Regions from separate parts of the Mus musculus genome. Here region 1 is linked to region 2. A link is a contact called in public HiCAR-type data. All regions are on one chromosome and are shown on one strand. The core of a region is the stretch at or near the end of the contact, and the rest is flanking DNA. Distances in the headings are between cores, read along the strand shown. Region 1 holds the start of 9330111N05Rik (RIKEN cDNA 9330111N05 gene). Region 2 holds the start of A830082K12Rik (RIKEN cDNA A830082K12 gene).

Evidence for each region. HiCAR-type assays count read pairs that join an accessible place to other places.
Region 1: a contact with region 2 is called in a HiCAR-type map of astrocytes, with 2.7 times the contacts expected there. The contact joins the promoter of 9330111N05Rik here to the promoter of A830082K12Rik in region 2. A contact is called at or near these places in 2 of 39 promoter capture datasets (the 3T3-L1 cell line and liver) and 2 of 115 datasets of contacts at active chromatin or transcription factors (the NIH/3T3 cell line and astrocytes).

What each region holds. Positions count from the first base shown.
Region 1 is chr13:80,959,632-80,965,720 of GRCm38.p6, reverse strand. 9330111N05Rik (RIKEN cDNA 9330111N05 gene) reads right to left here and starts at 1,647. Exons shown (of 2, transcript NR_015587.3): 1 at 1,328-1,647. Gm4211 (a long non-coding RNA gene) reads left to right here and starts at 4,287. Exons shown (of 3, transcript XR_382678.2): 1 at 4,287-5,073.
Region 2 is chr13:78,194,113-78,200,370 of GRCm38.p6, reverse strand. It overlaps A830082K12Rik (RIKEN cDNA A830082K12 gene), which reads right to left and starts at 2,354. Exons shown (of 3, transcript NR_045195.1): 1 at 2,149-2,354. It overlaps Nr2f1 (nuclear receptor subfamily 2, group F, member 1), which reads left to right and starts at 1,498. Exons shown (of 3, transcript NM_010151.3): 1 at 1,498-2,251; 2 at 4,682-5,209. The coding sequence starts at 1,798.

The DNA of each region.
Region 1 (6,089 bases), core at 398-2,897, 2.8 Mb before region 2:
TGAGCAAATCTTAAATCCAGTTAGAGAGGTGTTGGTTACTGCCAAAGCTCATGTTCCCCCACTGTACCCTTAGGGTTAGTGTACCATTGTTGCTTATAGAAATTATAGCTGGGTAGAACTTTTGGTTGCCTCCCTCCTTTGGAAACACCATGAAAGCTAGTTGTCAGGAATGGCACATTCAGGTCACTTTCTTATCCCTTTGTCTGAAGTAACTGCTATCTTCAGTAATAGAGATTGTTTTCCATTTTTGGGGGAACAACAAGGACAAGAGCGATAGTCTGTATGTGGGGGAAGTCTCTTGGACAACCCTATTCAATGACTCAAAAGAAGGCCTCTCATTACTGGTGTTGGGTTTTTCTTAGGTGATTTTTGGTTCTGGTAGAAAGCATTGTCAGCCCAGATGAGGAAATTTTATTTAAACTATATATGATATTATACATAGACTAACTGGTATTTTGGGGTTCTTTTAAGGTAGCTAATGGTATGATTCAGGCATCCTTACTGTTATCTTACTCTCTCCTTCTGTGTTTATGTGCCTTCTCTTCCCTAATAACAGCACACCCCTTTTCCCAATTATCCATCGTATCTCTTGTACCCTGCTATTTCCATCTGTATCACTTCCCCACACCCATCCCAGAAATGGTGTGCACTTGCATTTGTCAGTGTGGAACTTGGAGCCTCCAGTGAGAGCACATGACCTTAGTAGGGAGTTAATGTGGAGACAAACACAGAAAAAAAATGCCATGTGATCCAAGCAGCATAGACTGTATGCCAGGGACAATCAGAGATCTATGGCCATTGCTGAGATGTAGAAAGGAGCCCAGAGGGGTCTACCTAGAACATGGTGGACAGTCTCCAGGATTGTAAGAGGGTAAGTCCATGTGGTAGTGAATATGCTTGACCCAGGGAGCGGCACTACCAGGAGATGTGGCCATGCTGGAGTAGGTTGGCCTTGTTGGAGGAAGTGTGTCACTGTGGGGGTGCACAATGAGACCCTTCTGCTAGCCATGTGGGAGCTAGTCTTCTAGCAGCATTCAGATAAGGAATATAGAACTCTCAGCTCTTCCCTCTTCCTGCACCATGCCTGCCTGGACGCTGTGATGCTCCTGTCTTGATAATGATGGACTGAACCTCTGAACCTGTAAGCCAGCCCCAATTAAAGGTTGACCTTGTAAGAGTTGCCTTGGTCATGGAGTCTGTTCACAACAGTCAACCCTTAACTAAGATAGTCCACCTTTACTATTTTAGGTACAGTGCTAGGTGTGGCACTTCTTACCGAAGTCCTGGAAAGTGAAAGATGCTGTCCTCCCCCACGCCTTCTCCTTACCTCTGCCAGCCCACTGATCAGTTCTTCCCAAGTTCACGATATAAAGAGACCTCGTAAACATGCCAATTTTGGATGGAGTCTGAGATTCTAGGCTCTAAGGACGCAGCGGAGGATGATTTTGAACTTCTGTTCTCCCTTCCTCCACTCCAGTCTTCAAGCATACTAGGCAAGCACTCCTCCGTCTTTGCTGCGTCAGCAGCTCAGAGAGCCTGTGCTTCTTATGAGCTACTTTGTGATGCTGGGTTGCTGGTCCAAGAACTCTACTTGGACCAACAAGGGCTTGTTGGGGAGTTTGCTCCAATGCTAGCAAAGATGAAGCTGGAAGAGTTTCCCAGAGAAATGAAAATGTCCAGGGATCGGAAGTCGGAACAACTTCCTGCTGAGGCTATAGCTGTGTAGCAGTGTCTGATTAGAGCATCAGGCCTTCGGTTCCATCTCTACCATATCAACAGCGATGTAAATGGCTATCACTATAACAGTACGCTGATATTTTATGTGGCCGCCCCGCATTTTACCTTTCCAGTATTTTAGACAGAAAGATGAATAAGAACACCAGAACCAACGTGGTCTGTGTGTTCAGTCTAGGAAAACTGCTTTCCTCCTATCCTCTGGTAGGCTTTGCGGATCACGTGTTTCACTGGCAGGTGGCCGGTTTCTAGTTTTATTCAGGACATTCTGCAGCTGCAGTTTGGAGTAAAATTGTGCTCTGGGACAGGTGGTCCAAGCTACGTTTGCAGAAATGCTTATCTATCGTTCTCTTCATTTTAAACTCCGAGGAGGAAGCAAGAAACATGGCCGCTATAAAGACAGATTTCAACAGGCCTTCTAAATCCCCGGGACCTCTCCAAGGGCAAGGAAGCTAATCAGTGCCTGAGATGACAGATAGGATGTCGCGATGAAGGCCCTGGATTTTACAGTAAGTCACTGCCTGTACACCATGCCAGATTCCAACCTGACTTGCGTCACCGCAGTGTGGCTTTATGACAAGATTAGTTACCAAACACACTGAAAAGATAACCTTAGGAAACGGAGGGCATAAATAAGACAGAAGTTTGGAACCGCGGAAGTATTAAAAAAATCCAAACGAAGATCATCTCAAAGTCACTGTTCAAGGACAAAGCCGGGATTTGCGCCAACAAGCTTCGATGGAAGAATTTGATCCCTAGACTAGTCAGCCCTTAAGGCAAAGAAAACAACGCAGGAAGTTAGTGCTGGGCTTGGTCGGGATTCAAAAGCTGTAAACCCTGCGCTGCTCCGGGAAGCGCAGAGACCGGTCTGCAGCACTGAGGGCTCGGCCTCGGCGTGCACGGAGCCCGGCAGCCTCTGGCTGTGCAGGGCGAAGCGGGAGTCCGCGGGAGCGGTGACTCAGCGCTGAGTCAGGCGAGCGCTACGTGCCGGGAGACCGGCTGTCAGGAAGGGCGTCCCAGCGCCTCGGCCGCGGAGACCCCGGGGCCACTCACCCGCCGCACGCACGGGCCAGAGCGGGTGACGTCCAGGATCCGCAGCGGGGGTGGGGTGGGGGGTGGGGGTGGCCCCACGTGACCCCGTTTCCAGGGCTTAGGCTTTCGTCCCATGTATTTCCTCAGATAGGAGATTTCTCTTGCTCTGGCTTGTATTTGTTGTTGTTTGTTTGATTTTTTTTGGAGGGGGGGGTGTGGGTGGGTTTTGTCTGCTTGTTTGTTTTTTGCTTTTGTTTGGTTTTATTTTTTGTTTGCTTACGTTTAATTTTTTTAATAATCCGCACCCAATTTGAGAAATGACATTTTTAAATGAGACACAGGAAGAATGAGTAAATAAAACAAAAACACGCCTTGCAAGTGATGTGTCAAACCTTTGCACGACTTTGAGGTTAAATCATTGTGGCCTTAGTGGAATTGTAAAACATTAGGTATCCTTGGAAAAAGAGAGTTTAACTCGGTTTTGATGTTCAGTGTTAAAGGAAGCCAATCTTTGGTCTTTGTGCAATTGCCTTTCTCATAAAGGATTCTAAAAGCTGGAGGCATGTTTGATAGTAACAGAGAACCATGATGGTGTCCTGGGCATTCAGCCCTCTAGCATCCTGTTCGGATTTTTCCAACTGTACTGGTGATTGTGGCAATGCTATGTTGAGAGCCAATGGCAAGTGTTGCATTGTTCAGTGTAGCTGATCAATGAGATAATCCAGAGACAGGTCGAGGGACAGGGACCCCTTTGAGCTGAGTTTTAAGACAATCACACTAGGCCTTTAGAACCTGTGCCAACTGTTGCCAATTGTTTTCCAAGGTCCTAGAATTCTTATTGCTCCTGATGCCAGTGTGCATTTGAAACAGTGCATCGCATCACCATAGAACAGCCTTCTTTCTATTAGGAATGCTTTTCTTGCTTTTTACTAGGTTGAGACTGTCCCAAGACGTGCATGCTCTTTTTTTCTAGTTGTAAAAAAAAAAAAAAAAAAAATTAAATATTTAAATTGGGTGGGGGTGAGCCTTTAACCCCACGATTCGGAAGGCAGGGCATGTGTATTCCTGACTTTGAGGCTAGCCTAGTCTACAGAGCTAGTTCCTGGTCAGCCAGGGTTACACAGAGAAACCCTGAGGGGGAGGGGGAGGTAGGGAGCCATAATAAGGGCGTGGAGATGAAAGATGAGTGTGGTGGGAGGAGGGGGGATTTAAACCACTGTGGTGGGACCCTGTCTCAAAGACCCTAAAATAATAATAATATATAAATAAAATATAAAAAGAAAAAAAAGGAATGCTTTTCTTGCAGGGAAGAGCTTTGAGGTTAGAGTGACTCTCCAAGCTTATATGCAGGCATGACAGCCAGATTTTTTTATAGGAAGTTAAAGACCCTAAACTGACATTGAAAAGGAAGGAAGGGAGGAAGGAAGAAAGGGAGGGAGGGAGGGAGGCAGGAAGGAAGGAATGAAGGAAGGAAGGAAGGAAGAGAGGGAGGGTGGGAGGGAACAAAACTGTGAGAAATGGATGAACTAAGAAATGGAAAGCAATATATTTCAGTTACTGATGACAAGGAACATCTACTGGTTAGGTTAGCCTTTGAAAGTTTGACAATGTTGTGTAGATATTTAAAATACAACTAGTTATATTTGTCAGCTGGTATTTAAAACTGACTTGTTCTGGGTCATTATTCTTACTTAATTTAAATTTGTGCTGCCTTGATGCTCTCAGGGTGATATTTGGAGGCCAGGTTTATTTTAAGGTGTGACTTTGAACCTGTTTCTTGGCTTAGCTAGTCCTGTTTTCTCATCTGAAAAATGGAGGCCAGACACATTGTCTGATCAATTTGTGGAAAGTATTCAATGAAGGGATGCCTAAAAACACTGATGTGAAAAGCAGCCAACAAATTAGTATCTTGTCATTATTATTAAATATGATTAAGCAGCTGGTCAGATGTTACAAAGTATTAATCTTACCTGGGGTAACAAAGACTGGGACTCTACATCACAAATGCAGTGGTTCAGTGACTCTGGGCAGATCCTTGGATACATTCTAAAGTATCTAGGCAAGTGTTCTTTCATTATTAGAGAAAATTAAGTAAAGGGACTCTACATCAAGACAGTGCTGCTAGCCACCAGCTAGCCAGAGAAGTGGTGACTCGTGCAAAACCACCAAGAAGAGCCCCCCATCTTACATCCTTAGAGAGATCTTGGGACAGAGAAGCAGTGCAATCTCAGAAGAGAGGACATGGCCTTTGCCCTTTATGCTAGAGATCAACTCCCTGAATGCGTAGCAGTTCCTCCTCGCACTGAGGTAAGAGCTTCTTTCTTCCCAATGGTAAGACTGATGAGCCTAACTGTAGGCGCAGGTCAATGGTCAATCTCCAACCAACTTTTCCAGCAGAGAGAGGATTCTCTTGGAACACTGTGATATGTACTTGTGTCTGTCAGCTAGGGCCACAACAAATACCACAGACTGGGTAGTCTCAACAGCAAACAGTGTCACACAGGGCCGGACACTAGAAGTCCATGAACAAAATGAACAATAATGGAGGTTTCATTCCATAGCCTTTGCTCTTCCCTCATTCTGCAGGTAGGTAGAGGCACTCTCGCTGTGTGCTCTAGGGACCTGTTGTTTGTCCAAGAGGGGGAAGGTGTGTGCTGGGAGGGGAAGATTTTGAGTATGTTAAAAGGAAAAACCGCAATCGATTCACCTTAATGTTCTCTTTGGGACTGCTTTATTTGGGATTTTAGAAAACAACAGAAAGTGTGCTTGCCTGGGCATAGAGTAGCTGGGTTTGTATGACAGGAAGAAGGAACAAGTCATAGAACAAAGTAGACAGAGAGCTTCAATCAGGTTGCTTCAGGCCACTTTTCTTGTGCCACCAAAACAAAGGGACTTCCTTATTACTATGATTTGGTTGCCTGGGCCCATTGCAGTTCTTCCAGGAAGAACTTGCCTGTTTGGTGTTTATCTGTTCTCTTAACACTTCAGCATGTGGCACTTAGCACAAATGACGACACTTGGGTTTGAGCTCTCAGGGTGTAGTATGAAAGTTTAGCAATACCTACCTTTCCAGTTCTAGATAGCACAATGTAGGCCACCATGATATCTTTCTAATGTTCTCAAAAAAAAAAAAAAAAAAAAAAAAAAAAAAGCTACTGCTTCAGTCCTGCTAAGTCTGGAGCACAGTGTGTGTGATGTAGAAGGTTATTTGCTATGCTTTCATCCCTCTCTCATAAACTCATTCCACAGTCTCTACAATTTTCAATTTCATGTCATAGAACCTTCACAGTGCTCATTTTTACTCTGCTTTTTTTTTTCTTCAG
Region 2 (6,258 bases), core at 1,105-3,604:
CTCCCGTTTAAACGCATTCAATTTTTTGGTCCCTCTCCTCTCCTCTCCTCTCCTCTCCTCTCCTCTCCTCTCCTCTCCTCTCCTCTCCTCTCCTCTCCTCTCCTCTCCTCTCCTCTCGCCCCTCTCTCCCTCCTCTCCTTTCTCTCACCCACTCTCCTCTTGCCCTATCTCTCCCCCTTTCTTTTCCTTACATATTCTACTAGTTGTCGCCCTTCCTCTTTCTCTCCCTCCTTTTCTCTTTCACTCCTTTCCTCTAGAAGAGAGAAGACTAAACTTGAAAAAAAAAGGAGGAGGAGGCACCCCTCAGTATTCTTCTTATCGTTATTATATATATATATGTATGTATATATATATATATATATATGATTTTTTTTGGAGGGAGGGTGTTGGTTCCCAGCTGAAGAGCACTTATTTAAAATACTAAAAAAAGAACATTTTTGGGCGATCTCCAGGGTTTTTTAACTAGCTCTGTGTGTTATAGCAGAAGAAGCAGAAGAAGCAAGAAAGAGGAAAAGAAGAGGATTATTTATTCGACCTACTTTGGATGTCTCTCTCGCTTTCTCTTTTTCCTTATTTTCTCAAGCATTTTCTTCTGATTTTTATTTTTTTCCTATTTCGCTGTGAATTCGTCGCTGGCGTGAATTATCTCGTATTTTTCTCCCCCTTCCGTCACCTCCCGAAAGAAGAAGGCAGAGAGAACCCGGCGCCACCCGCACAACAAAAAGAGCAAAGTGTGTGATCTTCCTCGCCGGCTGCCTCCCGCTCTCCAGCGCTGCCTTCCTGAATGGCTGGCTGCGTCCGGCCCTGGACCTGGCCCCCAGACACCCGAGCGCCCTGATCCTCGCCGGCAGCTTCGTCCCGATCCTGCTCGACTCTCCCAGCTCCCCGCACTCTTGAAACCGGGCGAGGGCTCCCGCCAGGACAGCGGCGGCGGCACGGGCAGCACCGGCCTCGGCTCGCTCTCGGGCTGCGGCCCCGACTCCGGCTCGGACTCCCGCCCGGGCCCGGGCTCCTCCAGCGGAGCACGCAGCGGCGGCCAGCTCCTCCAGCAGCGTCTGCAGCCGCGACCTCCTCCTCCGCGGCCGCCGCCGCCCTCGCCGCTTCCTCTATGTCGGCTCAGCCCGCGCTCTGCGCGTAGCCCCAGCGGCCAGCGGCCAGCGGGCGGGCGGGCGGGCGGGCGGGCGCCCGGCGCGGGTGAGCGAGTGTGTGTGCGAGTGTGTGTGTGCGCGGGGGTGCGGGCGAGGCGGAGGGCGAGAGTGTGCGCGCGCCGTGGCCCATGCCCGCCGCCCCCGGCGCTGCGCCCCGCGCCGCTCCCGGCTGCCGCCTGTGCCATTTCTGATTTTGCAAGTTGGGGAAGAAGAAAAAAGCGAGAGAAGGGAGCTCGCTCGCTGGGGGGTGGGGAGGGGGGAGAGAGAGAGAGGCCCCCCCAGGAACGGAGTGCGGGGGGAGCGGGCGAGGGGAGCAGGGGTGTTGGGGGGGGGGAGCCTGAGAGCCTGGGGGGGCTGCAAAAAGAGAGAAAGAAAACAGCAGGAACCACAACAAAACGCCAGCAGGGCGGGCGGGCGCGCAGCAGCAGCGGGGCGGCTGAGGCAGTAACGGCGGCGGCGGCGGCGGCGGCGCAGGCAGAGGCCGGTGCCCGGCTCGGGCTCGGCTCCGGCGACCCCGGGGCGCCCGGTGGGCCCCCCGCCCCCTCCCCCTCCCCCCTTCCCCTTCCCCTTCCCCTCCCAGCGCGCCCGCGCGCCCCGCGGCCCTCGGCGAGCAGCTCGGCTCCCCCCAGCGCTCCCTGGGCCCAAAGATATGGCAATGGTAGTTAGCAGCTGGCGAGATCCGCAGGACGACGTGGCCGGGGGCAACCCCGGCGGCCCCAACCCCGCAGCGCAGGCAGCCCGCGGCGGCGGCGGCGGCGAGCAGCAGCAGGCGGGCTCCGGCGCGCCGCACACGCCGCAGACCCCGGGCCAGCCCGGAGCGCCCGCCACCCCCGGCACGGCAGGGGACAAGGGCCAGGGCCCGCCCGGTTCAGGCCAGAGCCAGCAGCACATCGAGTGCGTGGTGTGCGGGGACAAGTCGAGCGGCAAGCACTACGGCCAATTCACCTGCGAGGGCTGCAAAAGTTTCTTCAAGAGGAGCGTCCGCAGGAACTTAACTTACACATGCCGTGCCAACAGGAACTGTCCCATCGACCAGCACCACCGCAACCAGTGCCAATACTGCCGCCTCAAGAAGTGCCTCAAAGTGGGCATGAGGCGGGAAGGTGAATATTTCTTCTCTGCTTCTCTCCCTGCGCTTCGCCCGCCTCCCTGCTCTTTCTTTCTCTCTCGCCTTGGTGCCTGTGGCTGTGGGGATGGGGCTTCTGTGGTCCCAGCCGGTCCGGGCTTCCCAGTCTTCGCTGCTTTCCTCCCCCAGCGTCCCCCCCCCCCCAGCTCGCTGCCGCTGCCTCCCCCTCCCGCCCTGCGCTCCTCTCCCCGGCTCCTCCACCCCGCCCGCTGCCTGCTCAAGATTGTGTCCCTGGGATCGTGAGCTGTAGCTTAAAAATCCCTCCCTTCCTCTGTTGGATGTGCTCCGTGTGTGTCTCGTTCCCGCTTGTGTGTGAGGATGCTTGGGGCTGTGCTAGCATGAACTTGGGAGGGGTGATGATTTTCTGCAGAAAACCGTTTCTCTCCGTGTGTGTTTTTGTTTTTTGGTTTTTTTTGTTTTTCCCATTCTACTTTCTCCTCTGCCTCATCGTACCTTTTATTTATAATGGGAGAGGACTGGGGCTGGAGGACCCTGAACCATAGATTCATTGCTGCCACCATCCTTTAGGAAGCTTAGCTTGGAAAAAGAGGAGTGAGATTTATTGCACTTGTAGGTCTAATTAGGGGGGAAGGGGGGCTTCTGGCCTGTTCACTGGCTCCCTCTCCTCTTCAGGGATCTGGGGCCGCCTCCTCCCGAGCTGTGGCCTTGTTTTCACCCCTATACTTTGAAAGGAAAGTTTGTGACTGAACCCTGCTTTCATAGTAGTGTCATTTTTAAAGCTTGATACTCGTTTTATTTCTTCATCAAACTCCACCCTCTGCTTAAATACTGCATACAAATTACAATTTACAACGGCATTTACCGATCCTTCTGATCTGGCTATAATGCACAGACTGCAGCTGGCTTGAGCTTCTGCATCATTTAATCGATGTGTGAGATTTTTTTTTTATTAAGCACAACTTTTGATGTTTAATTTGGATATGCTTCATATTCATGTGGCATGAGATGGAACACTTTTCTTACAAATATATTTAGCGGTTTATAGTTAAAGTTTATCTCCTGGCAATCATTAAACATATCTTATAGTCAAATTAGTGAACCAGTCAATTTCGAAGAACATAGATTACTTCTTCTTGTAATTGACTTCAAAATTATATTTTATATGCCACAAGAAAAGAAATTGAATTCCTTCAGATCTCAAGGAGAAGGCAAATATGACGACTCCATTGCTAGCTCCAGGGAGATTGTTTAGGCATCTGAAAAAAAAAAAAACAAAAAACAAAAAAAAACAAAAAAACTTTGAATTGTGCTCTCATTTAATTGAAAAATAACTGCCAAGTTCAAAACTATAATTAGAAAAAGTATTCTAACCATTGTGTTTCAAAGAGCGTAAACCGCACTGAAACTCTTGTTGGAATTAGAACCAAAGAAAATGATGTAGAGCCTGAGGTAGGACAGCTCTGTGGACATGGACCTCGCTCTACTAATTTGTTGGGGGATGGCAGTTCAGTAGCCCTAACTTTCCCTAGAGTTGTCTTTGTTTACATGGCAATTGAAAATGCTGGCACTGTTGAAGTAAAACATACACATTTAAAAAAAAAAAAAAAAAACTTTGGTCAGCTTTAAGAACTCAATGCATGCTTACGTTTTGCATTCAGATGGGTAATGAATCCAGTGTTTTTGCAGTTGCAAGCTCGCGCATTCACTGGGCAAAGCTGGCTGCAGGTTGCAGTGGCATCGCACAGGACAGACATTAATTGTAGTTCCTACTTTTTTTCAATATGTTTGGCTACTGTAAGTTCAACTTCTTTGAAATTTTTTAATTTTCTGTTTCTTTTAATAGTGAGAAATTTGTATGGGGCAGTCTGGAGGAGGGAAGATGGGAGGAGGTGTGTGTTATGCTTGCTGGTAGTCCAACTCAGTAAGATATATATATATAACTTGTATCTTTTAAAAATTATTCTGTAGCACTTTAGAGATTATGGGAACATTTTATACACTTGCTGCTTGTTTACAAGTGAAGAGTACTCTAAGGTTTGTGGCTTTCTCAGGTTTCATTTTTAAAAGAGAAACTTTGATTTGTATCATTCTGAAAGGATTTCATTTATATCTGTGTTGCTTCTTAGTAGCTGGGAGGTTGGGTGGTACTTTCTTAGCCATCCTGAGCTAGGGGCCTTGCAGTCAGGCCTAGTTCTTCTTCTCTAGCTAAAATAGCCAGGGATGCAGACTATGGATGGACACACGGAGCCGGTGAAGGTAGATGACTTCACCCTAGATCTCCTAGCAGTGTGATCTGTGAGTAAGACCCAGCAAGCAGGAGAAGATGCTTCGGGAGCGAGTGACTGCAGGAAAGAACCACAGTGCGTTGGGTGCGCGCTGCGGCTCGGCGATGTTCACAAGCCCCCCTGGATGCACATTGCCTCTTTTCTCTCTTTCTTTTTATCAGCGGTTCAGCGAGGAAGAATGCCTCCAACCCAGCCCAATCCAGGCCAGTATGCACTCACAAACGGGGATCCTCTCAATGGCCACTGCTACCTGTCTGGCTACATTTCTCTGCTGCTGCGCGCAGAGCCCTACCCCACGTCGCGTTATGGCAGCCAGTGCATGCAGCCCAACAACATCATGGGCATCGAGAACATCTGCGAGCTGGCAGCCCGCCTCCTCTTCAGCGCCGTCGAGTGGGCCCGCAACATCCCGTTCTTCCCGGATCTGCAGATCACGGACCAGGTGTCTCTGCTGCGCCTCACCTGGAGCGAGCTGTTCGTGCTCAACGCGGCCCAGTGCTCCATGCCCCTGCACGTGGCGCCGCTGCTGGCCGCAGCCGGCCTGCACGCCTCGCCCATGTCCGCGGACCGCGTCGTGGCCTTCATGGACCACATCCGCATCTTTCAGGAACAGGTGGAGAAGCTCAAGGCGCTGCACGTCGACTCTGCCGAGTACAGCTGCCTCAAAGCCATCGTGCTATTCACGTCAGGTGAGGATGCGGTCGCGAGGAGGGCAGACTGTGCGGGGAGCTGGTGGGCATGGCGAGGCGAGTCCCTGGCATCCTGCAGCTCCCGCACCGCCGCTGTCGCTGTGAGGCCGGGCGCTCAAGCCACCTTGGGCCTGCCCAGGGTCTGCAGCCCGGGTATGTGGTTGTCGCCGACCGCGCCGCTGCCATCTTGGGAGCGTAGTGGTGCTTGGAGCGGAGGAAGCTCAGTGAGGCCAGCGGCCTGGCCTGATGGATGGCCTGGACCCAGCGCGCCCCGAGAGTGAGGCGACTGTGTGTCTAGGGAGGCAGGGCATTGTGGATCGTCTAGCTTCTGTGTGTGAACTCTCTGTGTGCGTGTGCGTGTGCGTGTGCGTGTGTGTGTGTGTGTGTGTGTGCGCGCGCGCGTGTGAGTGTGTGTGTGTGTGTGTGTGTGTGTGTGTGTGTACAAGAGCTCGGTGTTTCTGTGGGAGGAACGATACAGAAGGAAGAAGAGAACGTGGGAAGGTGGCTTCCTAGTCTGTGTGGCACACTCCTTGGATGAGTTTCCCGACAGAGAGACACAGACAGAGGCGGAAAGGGAAGAATACGCACAAATAAATCATAAATAATCTCGCTTTATTGCTGCTTGATTTTCCCTTATCGGAAACCATTCATGTTTGCAGTTGCTGAGGTTATTGAGGGTCATAAAAAACGGATTCGATCTAAACAAGAAAGATAAAAAACAAAAGCAATACTGTAAAACCCGCAAGCATGAGAGCACTCCGGGCCGGGAGATAAATTTCATAGCTATGCAAACACACAAACACTAGAAATTTAAAAGGATGCCTTAAAATATCAAATTAAGTGTAGGCGGTGGTAGCATGCATGTTAACAATCTCTCTTATGATAGATGGTTCAAATTAACTTCCAGGAAAGTGCATTAACGTTGCCTTTGAAGGGCTCTGGTCTAAGCCTGTGAGAACACTATCCGCTTTTTATTATTGGAACCTACAAGAGGGAACTATATACACACTAGGGACAGCAGGTAACAAGGAAATACAAACAAAGCCAGA